Linked DNA regions of Mus musculus: regions 1, 2, 3 and 5 are each linked to region 4. The links are chromatin contacts, called in public ChIA-PET and promoter capture Hi-C maps. All regions are on one chromosome and are shown on one strand. Each heading gives the region's core, a stretch centred on a gene start, on an enhancer-like site or on the middle of the called end of the contact. The rest is flanking DNA. Distances are from core to core; before and after follow the strand shown. Region 1 holds the start of Cenps (centromere protein S). Region 2 holds the start of Tmem201 (transmembrane protein 201). Region 3 holds the start of Dffa (DNA fragmentation factor, alpha subunit). Region 4 holds the start of Ube4b (ubiquitination factor E4B). Region 5 has its middle 20 kb from the start of Pik3cd.

Evidence for each region. Promoter capture Hi-C pulls out the DNA fragments that hold promoters and counts their contacts. ChIA-PET counts read pairs in DNA pulled down with a chosen protein or histone mark. Capture Hi-C pulls out chosen DNA fragments and counts their contacts.
Region 1: a contact with region 4 is called in a promoter capture Hi-C map of adipose tissue. The contact joins the promoter of Cenps here to the promoter of Ube4b in region 4. A contact is called at or near these places in 7 of 39 promoter capture datasets (3T3-L1-derived adipocytes, frontonasal cranial neural crest, hematopoietic stem and progenitor cells and 3 more), 1 of 15 datasets of contacts at CTCF or cohesin (pro-B cells), 5 of 484 Hi-C or Micro-C datasets (bone marrow-derived macrophages, embryonic stem cells, erythroblasts and 2 more), 10 of 115 datasets of contacts at active chromatin or transcription factors (acute myeloid leukemia, bone marrow-derived macrophages, cardiomyocytes and 5 more) and 4 of 9 other capture datasets (adipose tissue, liver, macrophages and 1 more).
Region 2: a contact with region 4 is called in a promoter capture Hi-C map of erythroid cells, with 6 times the contacts expected there. The contact joins the promoter of Tmem201 here to the promoter of Ube4b in region 4. A contact is called at or near these places in 4 of 39 promoter capture datasets (erythroid cells, hippocampal neurons, liver and 1 more), 3 of 115 datasets of contacts at active chromatin or transcription factors (bone marrow-derived macrophages, memory CD8 T cells and pancreatic cancer cells) and 1 of 9 other capture datasets (liver).
Region 3: a promoter capture Hi-C map of pre-B cells shows a contact between it and region 4, with 5 times the contacts expected there. The contact joins the promoter of Dffa here to the promoter of Ube4b in region 4. A contact is called at or near these places in 4 of 39 promoter capture datasets (liver, neutrophils and pre-B cells), 3 of 484 Hi-C or Micro-C datasets (B cells, embryonic stem cells and pre-B cells), 1 of 115 datasets of contacts at active chromatin or transcription factors (cardiomyocytes) and 4 of 9 other capture datasets (adipose tissue, liver, macrophages and 1 more).
Region 5: a contact with region 4 is called in an RNA polymerase II ChIA-PET map of memory CD8 T cells, with 11 read pairs. The contact joins the enhancer-like site here to the promoter of Ube4b in region 4. A contact is called at or near these places in 2 of 39 promoter capture datasets (hippocampal neurons and pre-B cells), 1 of 484 Hi-C or Micro-C datasets (Th1 cells), 2 of 115 datasets of contacts at active chromatin or transcription factors (the 230-238 cell line and memory CD8 T cells) and 1 of 9 other capture datasets (pancreatic islet).

Annotation. Positions count from the first base shown.
Region 1 is chr4:149,136,184-149,138,883 of GRCm38.p6, reverse strand. Cenps (centromere protein S) reads left to right here and starts at 1,284. Exons shown (of 5, transcript NM_027263.2): 1 at 1,284-1,408. The coding sequence starts at 1,361.
Region 2 is chr4:149,736,742-149,739,441 of GRCm38.p6, reverse strand. Tmem201 (transmembrane protein 201) reads left to right here and starts at 1,374. Exons shown (of 11, transcript NM_001284270.1): 1 at 1,374-1,607. The coding sequence starts at 1,495.
Region 3 is chr4:149,102,851-149,105,550 of GRCm38.p6, reverse strand. Dffa (DNA fragmentation factor, alpha subunit) reads right to left here and starts at 1,409. Exons shown (of 6, transcript NM_001025296.2): 1 at 1,165-1,409. The coding sequence starts at 1,300.
Region 4 is chr4:149,425,206-149,427,905 of GRCm38.p6, reverse strand. Ube4b (ubiquitination factor E4B) reads left to right here and starts at 1,275. Exons shown (of 27, transcript NM_022022.3): 1 at 1,275-2,024. The coding sequence starts at 2,001.
Region 5 is chr4:149,682,430-149,685,129 of GRCm38.p6, reverse strand. It overlaps a transcript of Pik3cd not described here. Among named protein-coding and RNA genes, the nearest start is that of Pik3cd, 20 kb to the right of the region's middle. Within about 2 kb of position 1,324, at least 12 of the 459 cell types and tissues checked have an H3K27ac peak or open chromatin away from gene starts, as enhancers often do. A contact at or near this core is called in memory CD8 T cells, where this site is marked.

The DNA of each region.
Region 1 (2,700 bases), core at 35-2,534, 290 kb after region 4:
GCAGACCTCTCTACAGATCCTTTTTTTAATGTCTGAGTGTTTTGCCTGCGTGCATGAATTGGGCTCTTGGAGATCAGAAGAGAGCACTGACTCCTGGAAACAGTAATCATAGACAGGTGTGAACCACCATGTGGGTGCCATGAACCAAATCCTGGTCTGCAGGAACGGCAGCTGTTATTATTGCAGAGCCACCTCAGAGCCTCTCGCTGTATAGCTTGACATAATGGAGAAGCAGCCACTCTTGTCCCTGGTAACGTGAACCACTCGCTCTGAGGGGATAGCGTTTGAGCAGTGATCTCACTGATCACTGATTTGGTGCTGGTGGAAGAGCCATAAAAATCCAAGGTTCCTTGCACGAGGTTGTGTGTGTGAATGGTTCACCATAGAAGGCGCTGCCTTCCATAACTTACATCAACTGGCTATTGGTTTGTGTGAGTGTGAGCACACAGTGGATGTAAGAAAACAACTTTCTGGAGTCAGTTCTGGGAATCAAACTCAGGGCCTCAGGGCCCCAGGCTTGCAGGGCAATGTGTTTTGACCCACAAAACGATCTTTTTTCTCTCTCTTTCTTCTCTCTCTTTCTTCTCTCTCTTTCTTCTTTCTCTTTCTTTCTTTCCGAGACAGGGTTTCTCTGTATAGCTCTGGCTGTCCTGGAACTCACTTTGTAGACCAGGCTGGCCTCGAACTCAGAAATTCGCCTGCCTCTGCCTCCCAAGTGCTAGGATTAAAGGCATGTGCCACCATGCCTGGCTTTCACAAAGCTATCTTGCCAGCCAAGTGCTTTATCATCTGTTAATTGTGGGCTATACACTCTTGCTTTTTTTGTTTTGTTTTGTTTTTTAATTTTAAGGCAAGTTTCACTATGTAGCCCTGGCTGGTCTGGAACTCACAGAGATCCACTGGCCTATGACTCAAGAGTGCTGGGATTAAAAGGGTGCATCACCAGGCCCAACATATATATATTTTTTACTTAAACACTTTTATTTACTTATATATTTATTATGCATATGTGTGTATTTGTGTGTGCATCTGCATGCGGGTACCAAGAGAGACCAAGAGAGAACATTGTGTCCCTTAGAGATGGAATTACACGTGTTTAGTGAGCCACCTGATGTGGGTGGTGCGTCTGGCCGGTGCTCTCAGTGACTGCTAACCAGTGAGCCATCTCACGCACGTTCTTACAGATGCTTGAACCCCGGGTCACACCAACGCTAAGACCCTTCCGCGAGCTGTCGCCAGGGGGCGCGCGCGGGACAGGAAGGAGGCGCTTCGCGCTTTGACCCTCGGCGCCGCCCGTCGCAGAGGTAGCGCGGGAAAGTCTGAGCCGACAGTGGCGCGCCGACCGGGGTTGTCCGCAGTGATGGAGGAGGTGGAGGCTGAGGAGCCGCAGGAGTTCTCTCACCGGCAGGTATAAAATAAATGGGGTCCCAGCAAGGGCAGGACGTGAGGTCCTGGGAGAGGGAAAGGCCCCGAGTCCCTAGCCGGCCTCCGCGTGTGCGCATGCGTCGCTCGGCTGCAAGGAGGGGGTGCGGTCCGCCGAGCCTGCGTCCAGCTCGCCAGAGTCCGGGTGTCCCGGCGCTGTGAGGGTCGGGTGTGGGCGCTACAGAGAGACGATGGGGCTTGGAGGAGCGTTTGCCCAGCATGAGGGAATCTATGGGTTCGAGTCCCAGCACCGCACCTACCGGGCTTGGTGGTGAACGACTGTGACCCCAGCACGGAGCGGGGTGTGTGTGGAAGCGAGAGGCTTAGGGTGGAGGCAGAAGCCAGTTTAGAGTCATTTTCAGCGATATACCGAGTTCGAGGCCAACCGGGATTACGGGAGGCCCTGTCTTAAAGGAGGGCCCGCCCGGTGGTGGCGGCGCAAGTCCTTAATCCCAGACTGAGGCAGGCACATCTCTCAATTGGTCTACAGAGTGAGTTCCAGGACAGCTAAGGCTACACTGAGAAACCCTGTCTCGAAAAACAAAACAAAAACAACAAAACAAAACAAAAACAACAAAACAAAACAAAACAACAAAAGAGGCTGGGGATAGCGCGTGTGAGGGTGAGAGAGATGCAGGAGAGACACACAGACTAATTCAGGGGCTGAGGCAGGAGGATTACGAGTTTTAGATCAGTTAAGTACCTAGAGAGACCCTGTCTCAGGAACAAGCGAGGACAGTGCGTGGGGCTCAGGCCTTTAATTTCAGGAGTCAGAGCGAGCGGTGTGTGTGAGCTTGAGGCTAGCCTGGTTTACATAGTGAGACCTGAGCAGTTCACTAGGACCTGGGAAACGTTGTCTATTCTATGCTGCAGAGCCCGGAGTCAGCCCCTGGCAGGCTGCCCTAGAACCCACCCTCTGGCGTCGGTTGTGATTTCGGGTCCTCTAGTCAGTTAGTCGTGGCCCAAATATAGTTTTCTCCTTTGCAAAGTCGGAATACGGATAACTACTGCACGGGGTGGTGTCAGAGCCAATATTCAGTTGTTTGATGAATCAGAGCTGCCATCTCAGCTGGGAATGATTGTGAGCTCAGGGTTGGGGGTTGCTTCCTTAGGTATCTGCGTCCCATCGGCTGTCTGCCCTGCACTCCTGTTTTAAGAAATTCAGAACCTGGGCTGGAGAGATGGCTCAGTGGGTAAGAGCACCCAACTGCTCTTCTGAAGGTCAGGAGTTCAAATCCCAGCAACCACATGGTGGCTCACAACCATCTGTAACAAGAT
Region 2 (2,700 bases), core at 125-2,624, 310 kb before region 4:
TTATTACAGTGACCCTCAAGCCATCATTGCCCACAGAGAACTTGATCTTAAAGACACTCATAGGGGCTGATGAGATGGCTCAGCAGGTAAGAACACCCGACTGCTCTTCCTGAAGGTCCTGAGTTCAAATCCCAGCAACCACATGGTGGCTCACAACTATCCGTAATGAGATTTGATGCCCTCTTCTGGAGTGTCTGAAGACAGCTACAGTGTACTTACATATAATAAATAAATAAATCTTTAAAAAAAAAGAGACACTCATAAAATTGTGTGTGTGTGTGTTGGTGGGGTATTCTACAGAAACATAGTATGTAATTAGAGATAAACTTTTTTTAGATTTTTGTTTTTGTTTTGTTTTTGTTTTGTTTTTCAAAACACGGTTTTTCTGTGTATCAGAGTCCTGTCTGTCCTGGAACTTGCTCTGTAGACCAGGGTGGCCTTGAACTTACAGAGATCTGCCTTCCTCTGCCTCCCAAGTACTGAGATTAAAGGTGTGCACCACCATGCCCCATAATTTTTTGACCTTTTTTTTTTTAAAGAAATCAAAGGCTTGTGCCACAACATCTGCCCAACCTGGTATAAATATTTCTTGCTAGAGATGTTTTGTTTTATTTTGTTTTGTTTTAGGACAGGACCTACCTACTAGCCCATGGATTGCCTGATGACCTGGAACTCACTGTGTAGTCCAAGCTGACCTCAAATTTACAAAAATCCGCCTACCTCCACAGGGATTAAAGGCGTGCATCACCAAGCCTCAGTGAGTTTTTCTTGATCCCTAATTTAGCTCACGTAAATGCTGAAGCACGCCTGTAAGTGGCTCTTCCCTCCATCTCACTCCCCGAGGTAATCTATTTGAAGTGCACAGACTTCATCAAACTTGGCAACTATGAAAATCATCTACATTCGACTAAAGAAAAAAAAAAGGATAATCCCTTCAGGACCAATCCCCCCCCACACACACACACACCTTAGCCATTCACTCTAATGGCTGCATTATGTTCCGAAACATGCTATCCTGTGATTATTTAACCTCGTTTCCGTCTTTGGACGTTTGTGTTTGTGCAAGCTAATTTTCAACCACTGTGGCGTCTGAAGCGGCACAGACCGACTTTAGCCCAACGCCAGGAAAGCAGGACTAAGTGGAGAAAGCATTGGCAAGGATTAGCGTTAAGGTAGCAGCACTAGGACCTGCAAATGCATGCGTGCGCAGGCTGCAGGCGCAGGCGGGACTCCTTCCAGCTCTAGAGAGTGGCTTTGCAACTGTGGACGCTGGGGGGCGCGTCCGAGCCAGTGCCGAGGGCTTCCGTAGGCGCCCCGCCCACTCAGGCTCGCCCCGCGCCGCGATTGGCTGCGCGGCGGGAGCGCGCCGAGTCAAGGGGCGGGCTCGCGCCGGCTACAAAGCGGCGAAGGTCACGGCGCGAGCTGGAGCGCGCGGGCCGCTGGGAGTCTCTTTTGCGGCCCGCGCCCCTTGCCCACCGACTCGGCCCGGAAGCCATGGAGGGAGTGAGCGCGCTGCTGGCTAGCTGCCCCACCGCCGGCCTGGCGGGCGGCCTCGGGGTCACGGCGTGCGCTGCCGCCGGCGTGGTGCTCTACCGGATTGCGCGGAGGTGAGTGCGCGCCCCGCTGCACGCGGCCCGGGCCGCCGCCCCGCCCCCGCGAGGCCACGGCGGAGTCCTAGGGGCGGACCAGGCCTGCTCGCGAATGCGGGACGCATTCTCCGCCACCGCCTTTGCCCTCACCCCCTAAAAGCCTCGTCGGGGAGCAGCCGCCGACCGTGGCTGGGGGAGGGGGCTGCTGCTTGCTCCTCCCTTCGAGGCCCGTGCTCCTGGCTGGACTGCCCTGCTGGGCCTCTGCCGCCCATCGGTTAGGAGGATGAGAGCTGGCGCTTGATGGTCTGTATGCGATAGCAATAACATTCCTCGCGTAAGCTTTCCCCCGGAGAAGCCTTGGAGCTGAGTACTTAGAAGGCACGTGTGAGCAGTAGCAGCCTGAGGCAGGAGCCTGCGCTCCACACATTTAAGGAACTTGTCCACTCAGAGGTGTACGCTGTACTCCTTGGACACATGTCACGGATGGGCTTTGGGATCAATACCCTGGCCTGTCATGGCTCAGAGACCACGCAGACCCCAGTACTCCAAGCTTGCCGTGGTCAAACCCCAGAATGGAGTCGTTTCTCCAGCAGCGTGAAGGAATAGCTCACCTGATCACATTTCCCGAGGATAGGAACATACACGCATTCGTGGGAGCCTCTTTGGGACAGCCGGGGATGTGCAGTGCTCGGGACTTGACCCTAGTCGCTGGATGACAAGGAGCTATGGTTTGAACTGGCAATCAGGGTGATAGGTCGCCCTCCTTAACCCTGCATTTCTTCTGCAGGAGAGGGCAGGCAAAAGTTGTTAGAGGTAGGTGAGTCAGCGGCACCTAAGGAGGGGATGGATGTCAGCTGTGTTTGAAAGAGGGGGCCACATCCCGGGGGGCTGAGAGAGTGCCTGACTCTAGATCTCAACCCAAGCTTCCTGTCTTGTTCCCACCCAGTTTTTGGGAGTCAGAGGGACCGCTTAAGATCAGCCAACCCAAAGCAGTCCCTCGTTACCTGGGCCTAGGGGAGCCTGGGCAGTCTGTTCATGTGCCAAGCAGAGCTTGTCCCAAAAGCCAGGCATCTCCTGGCTGCCTCTGCCAGCTCAGGGCATTTGGCCAAAA
Region 3 (2,700 bases), core at 160-2,659, 320 kb after region 4:
GCCACCATGTGGGTACTAAGAACTGAGCCCAGATCCTCTGCAAGAGCAGAAAGCACTCTCAGCAGCTGAGCCATCTTTCCAGCATCCTCACATAGGAGGCATTTGAGTCTACATAAATAAGCATCCAACCAGAGGCTGGTCTGATTACAGTGGACGCGTAATGCTGTCCCTTGCTCATTTATTCGGTGGTAATCTTGAATTCTACACATCAAATGTCAGAAAACAAAAAGTAGGTGGTTTATTCTCTCTGTGGCTATCTTCTTTTGCAGTTCTTCTAGACTGAAGGAAACTACAGTATTGGCAGAAGCTTTACTCAGTGTCATTTCATTTATATTATTGCCAGGCAAGAGGCTTTCCATAAGGCTGTCATCACCCAAAATAGAACTGCCAGTCAGTCTGCTATAGGCTCTGCTGCAGAGAACAGAAGTCTCTGGGGCCAAGGACACCCAGCCAATGCAACTGAAGTGGCACTAAGCTGAACTAACCTTGTGCTGGGGTGAAATGCAAGCCTTGGTGTGACAGAACCCCTGTCACCAGATCAAACCCTGCTCCTGGGTCTCAGTAGCTAGCTCTCCGGAAGCGATGCACACCCTGGCACAGGTGAATCCGTGCCCGGAGCTAGCTGACATGAAAGACCTGCAGAACTTCTTTGAGTATCTCATTTGTTGCTACGGGCTAATAACGCTTGTAAGTAACCATTGAACAGACCATCTCACTTGAGAGTCCCAAGAATCCTTTGAAGCAAAGTTGAAAATACACCCACTACACGGCTGAGGAAACTAAGGGTCCAGAGATGGTTAAATGCAAAGTATAGTCAGGATCAGAACATGGCTCACGTTCCTTACTTGGACTCTAAGGGCAGGCACTGACAGCTCCCTTTTAATGGAATAGGTACTGAGTGCGGACTCCCATTCCCATCCCGTCGGGGAGCCCCAGTACCGCCTCTGTGAGCCAGAGTGGACAGAATACGCTGGACTCGGTTTGGTCCAAAATCAGGTCAATGAACCTGGACCTGCACAGTTTCCCGTCCCCTTCACGGCTCCTCTCAGTGTAGGTAAGTAAAAACGCCAGGAATCTGTCAATCACTGGACCCACGTGGGTCCCTGCAGTCCCTAGGCTCTGGGGTCACCTTCCCGACCCCGCCCGGTCCCCTCAGCAGCCAACCTTTGCTCCTCAGCTCCTCGAGACTGGAGGCTGCCACGCCGTGCTGATCGCGGCTGTGGTTGCGGCGTAGCAGACACGGTTTGAGAGGCCGGACATCGTCCGGGTCTGGGGCGCTGGCTCCCCGCGACAGCTCCATCCTCAAAGTGGGGACCTGGCGACTCTGGGAAATCCCAGGTAGCCCAGAGCCCCTTCCCTAAGCTTTGACAACCTTCCTCCCGCTGCCTGACGGGAGATGTAGTTCTCTCAGCAAGTTACGCGAGACCAAGGCACGCCGGGAGATGTAGTTCTAGTGGCGGCTAATCACGGGCGTTCCAGGGCACGACGGGAATTGTAGTTTCTGGGTTCAAAGCCAGGGGCGGGGGGGATTCAGTTTAGGGAAGTGGTCCAGATTGGAGATTTCTTTTTTTTCTGTTGTTTTCTTTCCCCTACCCTGTTACCTTCCCCTCCTTTTCTTCTCTAAAAGACTGTATGATGGAAAACCCGGGGTCTCATGTATGGTAAGCATAGTTCTACACTACATTGCCAGCCATATATTCATGTTTTTTTTTTTTCCTTTTTAAAGATTTATTTATACATAAGTACACTGTAGCTGTCCTCAGACACACCAGAAGAAGGCATCAGATCTCATTACGGATGGTTGTGAGCCATCATGTGATTGCTGGGATTTGAACTCAGGACCTTTGGAAGAGCAGTCAGTGCTCTTAACTGCTGGGCCATCTCTCCAGATGCATATTCATGTTTTAAGAGTTGCCATTGAACTGGGTGTTGTGGCTCAGGCCTTTAATCCTCAGGAGGCAGAAGGATCTTTATGAGTTCCAGGGCAGCCTGGTCTACATAGTGAGTTTCTACACAGCCAGAGCTACATAAAAGAGAAAATTGTGTGTGTGTGTGTTTGTGTGTTTTTCAGGACTGGTTTTGTGACTTTTGAAGTTTAAAGGATATGATTTACAAGCAAGTTGAAATATTAAGTAAACATTTTACATTAAGTTAAATAGCTGACAAGATAGCTTAGTGGGTAAAGGTGCTTGCTGCCAGTCCTTACACCCTGAGTTTGATCCCAGAGCCCAGCATGGTAGGAAAACAGATTTCCAAAAGTTGTTCTCTGATCACACAACCTGACATTTGTATGCATGCATGTATGCTCATGTGAACACATACCCCCCCCACACACACAAATGGTTGCTATGAAATTATTATTAAGTTTTTAAAAGGAGCTGGTTTACTTATGTTTCTTAAAATTTTATTTTTGTAACCCAGCATGCTGGTGAATACCTTTAATCCTAGCTCTTGGGAGGCAGAGGCAGTTGTATCTCATTGAGTTCAAGGCCAAGGAGAACAAGCCAAAGTTACACAAAGAAATTCCGTCTCTGGCTGGTGAGATGGCTCAGTGGGTAAGAGCACCAGACTGTTCTTCCGAAGGTCCAGAGTTCAAATCCCAGCAACCACATGGTGGCTCACAACCATCCGTAGCGAGATCTGACTCCCTCTTCTGGAGTGTCTGAAGACAGCTACAGTGTACTTACATATAATAATAAA
Region 4 (2,700 bases), core at 26-2,525:
GAAAAACAATGTAATTGACATCAGTGTAACTAGGGGTGCAAAATGGCTTACACAGAATTCATTTCCTGGAAAGTAGAATGCAGTCCTGAAAAGCCTGCAGCGATTTAATTTTACTCACAGACTCTTTGCATATCTAATAGTCATGTTCCCATTTTTAGCATGTAGCAAACAAATTGTAACTATTTTAGTCACTTCTTGTCCCCTTGGATAAGATCAACTGTAACTCTTTTAAACAGGAGTGGAATGTTTAAGATTATAGTTCAGCTAAGAGTAGCCGGTAATGAACCCTAGCACTTGGGAGGCAGAGGCAGGCAGATCTCTGTGAGTTCCAGGCCAGCGAGACCCTGTTTCAAATACATACATGTATACACATATACATACATTAATGTTATAGTTGGGTAATCTGTGATGGTGGTGCATACCCCAGCGTTCAGGCAGGATTTCAAATTTGGGGCTATCTGAAATACATAGCAAGATTCTGTCTCAAGAACAATTAAGAACGAGATGATTATGGCTTTTGTAAGCCATACGATATATACTTTGTGGCAAAATCTGGATTTTCACGGTTCTGTTAGATTTTTCAATTTGTATTTATACATTGATTGTAAAGTAAGTTTTTGTTGTCCGGCCGAGCTGGCATTACAAAGGGTTAGTTACTAAGTCATTGTTCAATACATTTCTCAATAATTTGAGTCTCTACACCCTTAAAGCAGAGCACCTCTCTAAAAGAACAAGGTAAAATAAAATTAAGATCCTGTTAGTTTTCTTCCATGGGTTTTCCTGGGGGAGGAAAAGAGTGGGACAAGGTATTTGCAGGATGGTGCTAAATGCTCCCTGCAGAAAGCAAATGTGTTTCCGATTCCTCAGTTCTTCTAATGTCTGTAGCCGGCTTGCAGCATCCTGGAGGATTTCCAAGTCACTCCACAGCAGGATCCACATGGGAACAAACTAGCACCGCAGAAACCCAAGGCGCAGGGGAGAGCCCGTGGAAGGGCCATATTCGGATTGGCACATCCTGCCCTCAGCAATTCTACCTGGGCCCCGCCCACCGCGCCCCTCGCCTCCGCTCAGTCTCCATGGTGACTGTCCGCCCCGCCTCCTCCTCGTCTCCTCTTAGCAGCCCCTCTCGCCCCTCCCCCCGCCTGGCGCCGCTCAGGGAAGAGGGGGTGGGGCAGGGGGCGGGGACAGGATGCAAGCGAAGAGGAAATCGGCGGCGCGACGCCCGCTGCTTATTGGCTGGCGAATCCCAGAGCGAGAAGCCCCGCCTCCCCGGCGAGGGTCACGTGACCCCTTTCAAAGATGGCCGCCCTGTTGTTTTGATGAATAATTCTTGGTGGGGCGAGGGGGTAAGAGTAGGGTTGGAGGGGTAGGAGGATTTACGCTTCCAGCGAGGGCTTCGCCAGTCCCGTCCCTCCCCTGCCCCCCACCGGGGTTCTCGCGTGGAGGCGGGGCGAGCCTGGCCTGCTTTTAGAGGGGAGGGGCTTCCCGGTCCGGTGCTGGGCTCTGCCTGGGCTGCTGTAGGGTCGCCGCGCCTCGGGGGCATCCAGTGTGCAGTGGAGCTGTTCCCGCCTGGGCCCAGGGGTGGGACCCGGAGCAGGGTCTGCGGGAGAAAAAAACGCAGCTGCCGCGTCACCGCCACGAAGACACGGCGCGCAGCGGGCACGAGCCGAGCTGGAGACCGCGCCGCCCGCCCTGGGTAACCTGGGAAGCTGAGGGGAGTCAGTGGCGCCTGGAGAGGACCCCATAGCGGTGGCCGTGGCCAGAGGCGGCAGCTCTGGGCGCTTGCTGCTGGAGGAGGCTGCGGCGGTGCGAGCGGCCGAAGCCAAGGCGATTCAGTGCCTCGTGTTCTTAGTTTTTAACCTCTGACTATGCAATTCTGAAACCTCCCCCATTGGGGGACCAGACAGCCCGATAGATACCTTCCACTCTTCCTTTGCTCCCGCCCTGGTCTCAAGAACTGAAGGATCTCTCTAACGCCTTTCACCATTAAGAGGAAAGCGATGGAGGAGCTGAGCGCTGACGAGGTGAGGAGGCTGGGGCGTGGGGGGGGGCACCTTGAAAGGATTACTTGGCAACTCTTTGGCGCTTTGGATGGGGACAGATTTTTGCCCTGGTGGTGTCGGGCTCTTGGGATTGGGGAGGCAACGGAGATGGCATTTTCAAGAATAATGAAATATAATGGAAGTAGTCATTCATCATCAGGTTGGCTGTATTGTAAGAAGCCCTTGGCTCCACTTTGGGCTACCGTCTCAGTATGTTTACTCGATCACTAAAATTCTCCAGAGATAGAGAATGCAAGAGGGTCTCTCGTTTTATTCTCCTTTATTCTCTCTCGTTTCTTCATTCGGAACTCCACTCGCTTTTCTTTCTTTTAGGGTCTGAAGACGGGGGTGGGGTGGTGAGGAGCATCTTGAAGGTGTTCAATCTTTTTAAAAGGGTGTTCGAGAAAGAGGGGCGCGATTTAGATCGTGGTATATTGTGTGTGTCTGCGTCGTCGGGGGTTTTAAAGAACAATTTTGCATAAAATCATGATGTTTAATGGCAGTTTTAAAGGGAAGGATTTGAAATCCCAGATACATGTGACCATTTCATTGTAATAAATTATCAAAGGTACCTTTGTGTTTGAGAGGTAGTTACAGATTCCTTGAGATTTAACATTAACAAAGTGTATATACTTAATAGTTAAAAAGATTCCAGTTA
Region 5 (2,700 bases), core at 75-2,574, 260 kb before region 4:
CTCATCACACCTCAAAAGTCAGGAGCTTGATGTGACCGTGGTGTGGGGGAGACAGTCTGTTCACCCCTTTAAACCCAGTCAACCTTGAAGTGGGTCATACCATGCCACAGAGGTTGCAAGGGCCATCTGCTCTCCTTGGGTGGTCCATGAGGCTGTCCTGAGAGGATACAGTCTCTCACAGAACCGTCATATGTTGTACGTAAAACCAGCGCCAGTAAAACTTGCTGAAGCTTTGGTGGTTGAGTTTGAGTTGATTTGATTACTTATTAGTTTTTGGATTTATTTATTTTCTGTGCATGTATGTATTTTGAGTACATATATTGCAACATGTGTGTGAAGGAGGTGCCCACAGAGGCAAGAATTACAGGCAGTTGTGAGCCATCATGGGGGGAGTGTGTGTGTGAGAGAGAGAGAGAGAAAGAAAGAAAGAGGGAGAGAGAGGGAGAGGGAGAGAGAGGGAGAGGAAGAGAGAGGGAGAGGAAGAGAGAGGAAGGAGGAGAGAGGAAGGGGAGGAGGAGGAAGAGGAGGAGGAAGGGATATTTAGATGATAGCACCAGGCTAAGATCAGGTTTTTAACTCAGGTCTGACCCATAGCACTCCCTGCTGTCTGGTATTAACAGCAGGTTCTTTCTGTTATTCCGCAAGTCACCTGCTCTCTAAGGACAGCTTTGTTTCCTGTGTTTAGCTTAATTTTTTTCTAGGTTCTTCTTCTTCTTCTTCTTCTTCTTCTTCTTCTTCTTCTTCTTCTTCTTCTTCTTCTTCTTCTTCTTCTTCTTCTTTAATCACCTCTCACTTGGTCCTCAGCAGTTGCCACAACACATCTCTAAGATGATTCTAGAAAATTAGGTCCAGAAACCCACCCCAGTGCCTTTTGGGGAGGAACTCGCAACATTATTCAGCGATTTATTCTGGCTTTTCCCTCAGTAGGAATCACAGCAGGCTCTTCCCCCAAACAGAGCACTTCTTCCATTCATAGCTGACAAGAAACTCGGGTTCACAGGCTCCCGGTGGGAACCTGAGCCTCCCCTGTGAATACCTGCGGAAGCTGTTTGAGTGAGCCATTGATCCTTCCTCCTGAGCCCAAGGTCACTCCCTTGTGCTGTTTGCTGTTCCTGTCCTGGGCCAGGCAATGAGCAGTGAATTGCTTAGCAGGTGTCTTCAAAGCCAGGCCTATTCCAGAGCCGAGTTCCTGGAAACACTCGTGGGGTTTTGGGTTTTGGGTTTTGTTTTTGTTTTTTTTTTTTTGGTAGAATTGTGACAGGATGAACAACGCCAACACAAGCATCATTTTCCCTGGCCTGCCCACCCACTTCCTTGCCCTGAGTCACAAACTCTGGGAGTCTCAATTAAGACAGACCTGTGGTCAGAGCTTAGGGACTTTACCCCAGAGGAGAGGGAAACTTCAGGTCCTAATTAATGGCTTTTTTAACTACAGTTGAGTGACTTTTTGAATTAACCGGAGGGTGAGAATTCAAAGCTTAATGAAACTGTGTGAAGTGGAAGGAGAGAGAGGACTCTTGTAATTAGGTAAAAAGATCAAGAGAAGAGAGCACTGGGTGGGCAGGCCCCCCTGGTCCCAGGTACTCCGAGAGCTGCTATAGCAGGATCAGGATCGCTGACACTCAGACATTAGAAACCAGCCTGGGAAAGGCTGCAAAGACCCTGTTTCTAAACAAACAAAACAAAATAAAACAATACATCAAGGGCACAAAGCTATAGTGAGATTATGTGAATAAATGTAAAAAAGCTTGTCCCTTTTTTGGGGGATGGGGGGCGTGGACCGGGGTTTTGTGTCACCTTGACATAAGGTAGGGTCATCAGAGAGGAAGGAGCTTCAGGTGAGGAAATGCCTCCATGAGATCCAGCTGTAGGGCTGTTACTGAATTAGTGATCAATGGGGGAGGGCCCTGCCCATGGTGGGTGGTGCCATCCCTGGGCTGGTGATCCTGGGTTCTATAAGAAAGCAGGCTGAACGAGGCAGGGGAAGCAAGCCAGTACACTCCTCTGTGGTCTCACCATTGCCGGCTCCTGCCTCCAGTTCCTGTCCTGTTTGAGTTCCTGTCCTGGTTTCCTTCAGTGCTGGACTACAATGTAGAAGTGTAAGCTGAATAAACCCTTTCTTCCCTAATTTGTTTTTTTTTTTTTGTGATGGTGTTTATTGCAGCAATAGAAACCCTAAGACAAGCTGGTACCAGGAATGTGACAGACTTGACCGTGTTGTTTTGAGGAGGACTGTGATAGGGCTTTGGAACTTTGAGCTAGGGAAGTCACTAGTGCAGATGATGGAGGCACGGCTTGTGATATTTCAGAGGGAAGCAAAGATTCCACCAGGCTTTTGTGTGAAGAATTTGTGATTCTGGGCATCTGGGGCTGAAAAATTACCTGTGTTTAACAAGATACCAGCACTTGTAAAGTGAAACCTTTGCTTTGCTGGGATACTCGGTGCTGGTCAGCTGGAGCTGAGAAATTCGCAGGGATTAAGAGACCAAGGACTGGAGAGATGGCTCAGCGGTTAAGAGCACTGACTACTCTTCCAGAGGTCCTTAGTTCAAATCCCAGCAACCACATGGTGGTTCACAACCATCCATAATGAGATCTGATGCCCTCTTCTGGGATGTCTGAAGACAGCTACAGTGTACTTACATAAAATAAATAAATAAATTTTAAAAATGTAAAAAAGAAGAAGAGACCGGCATCACT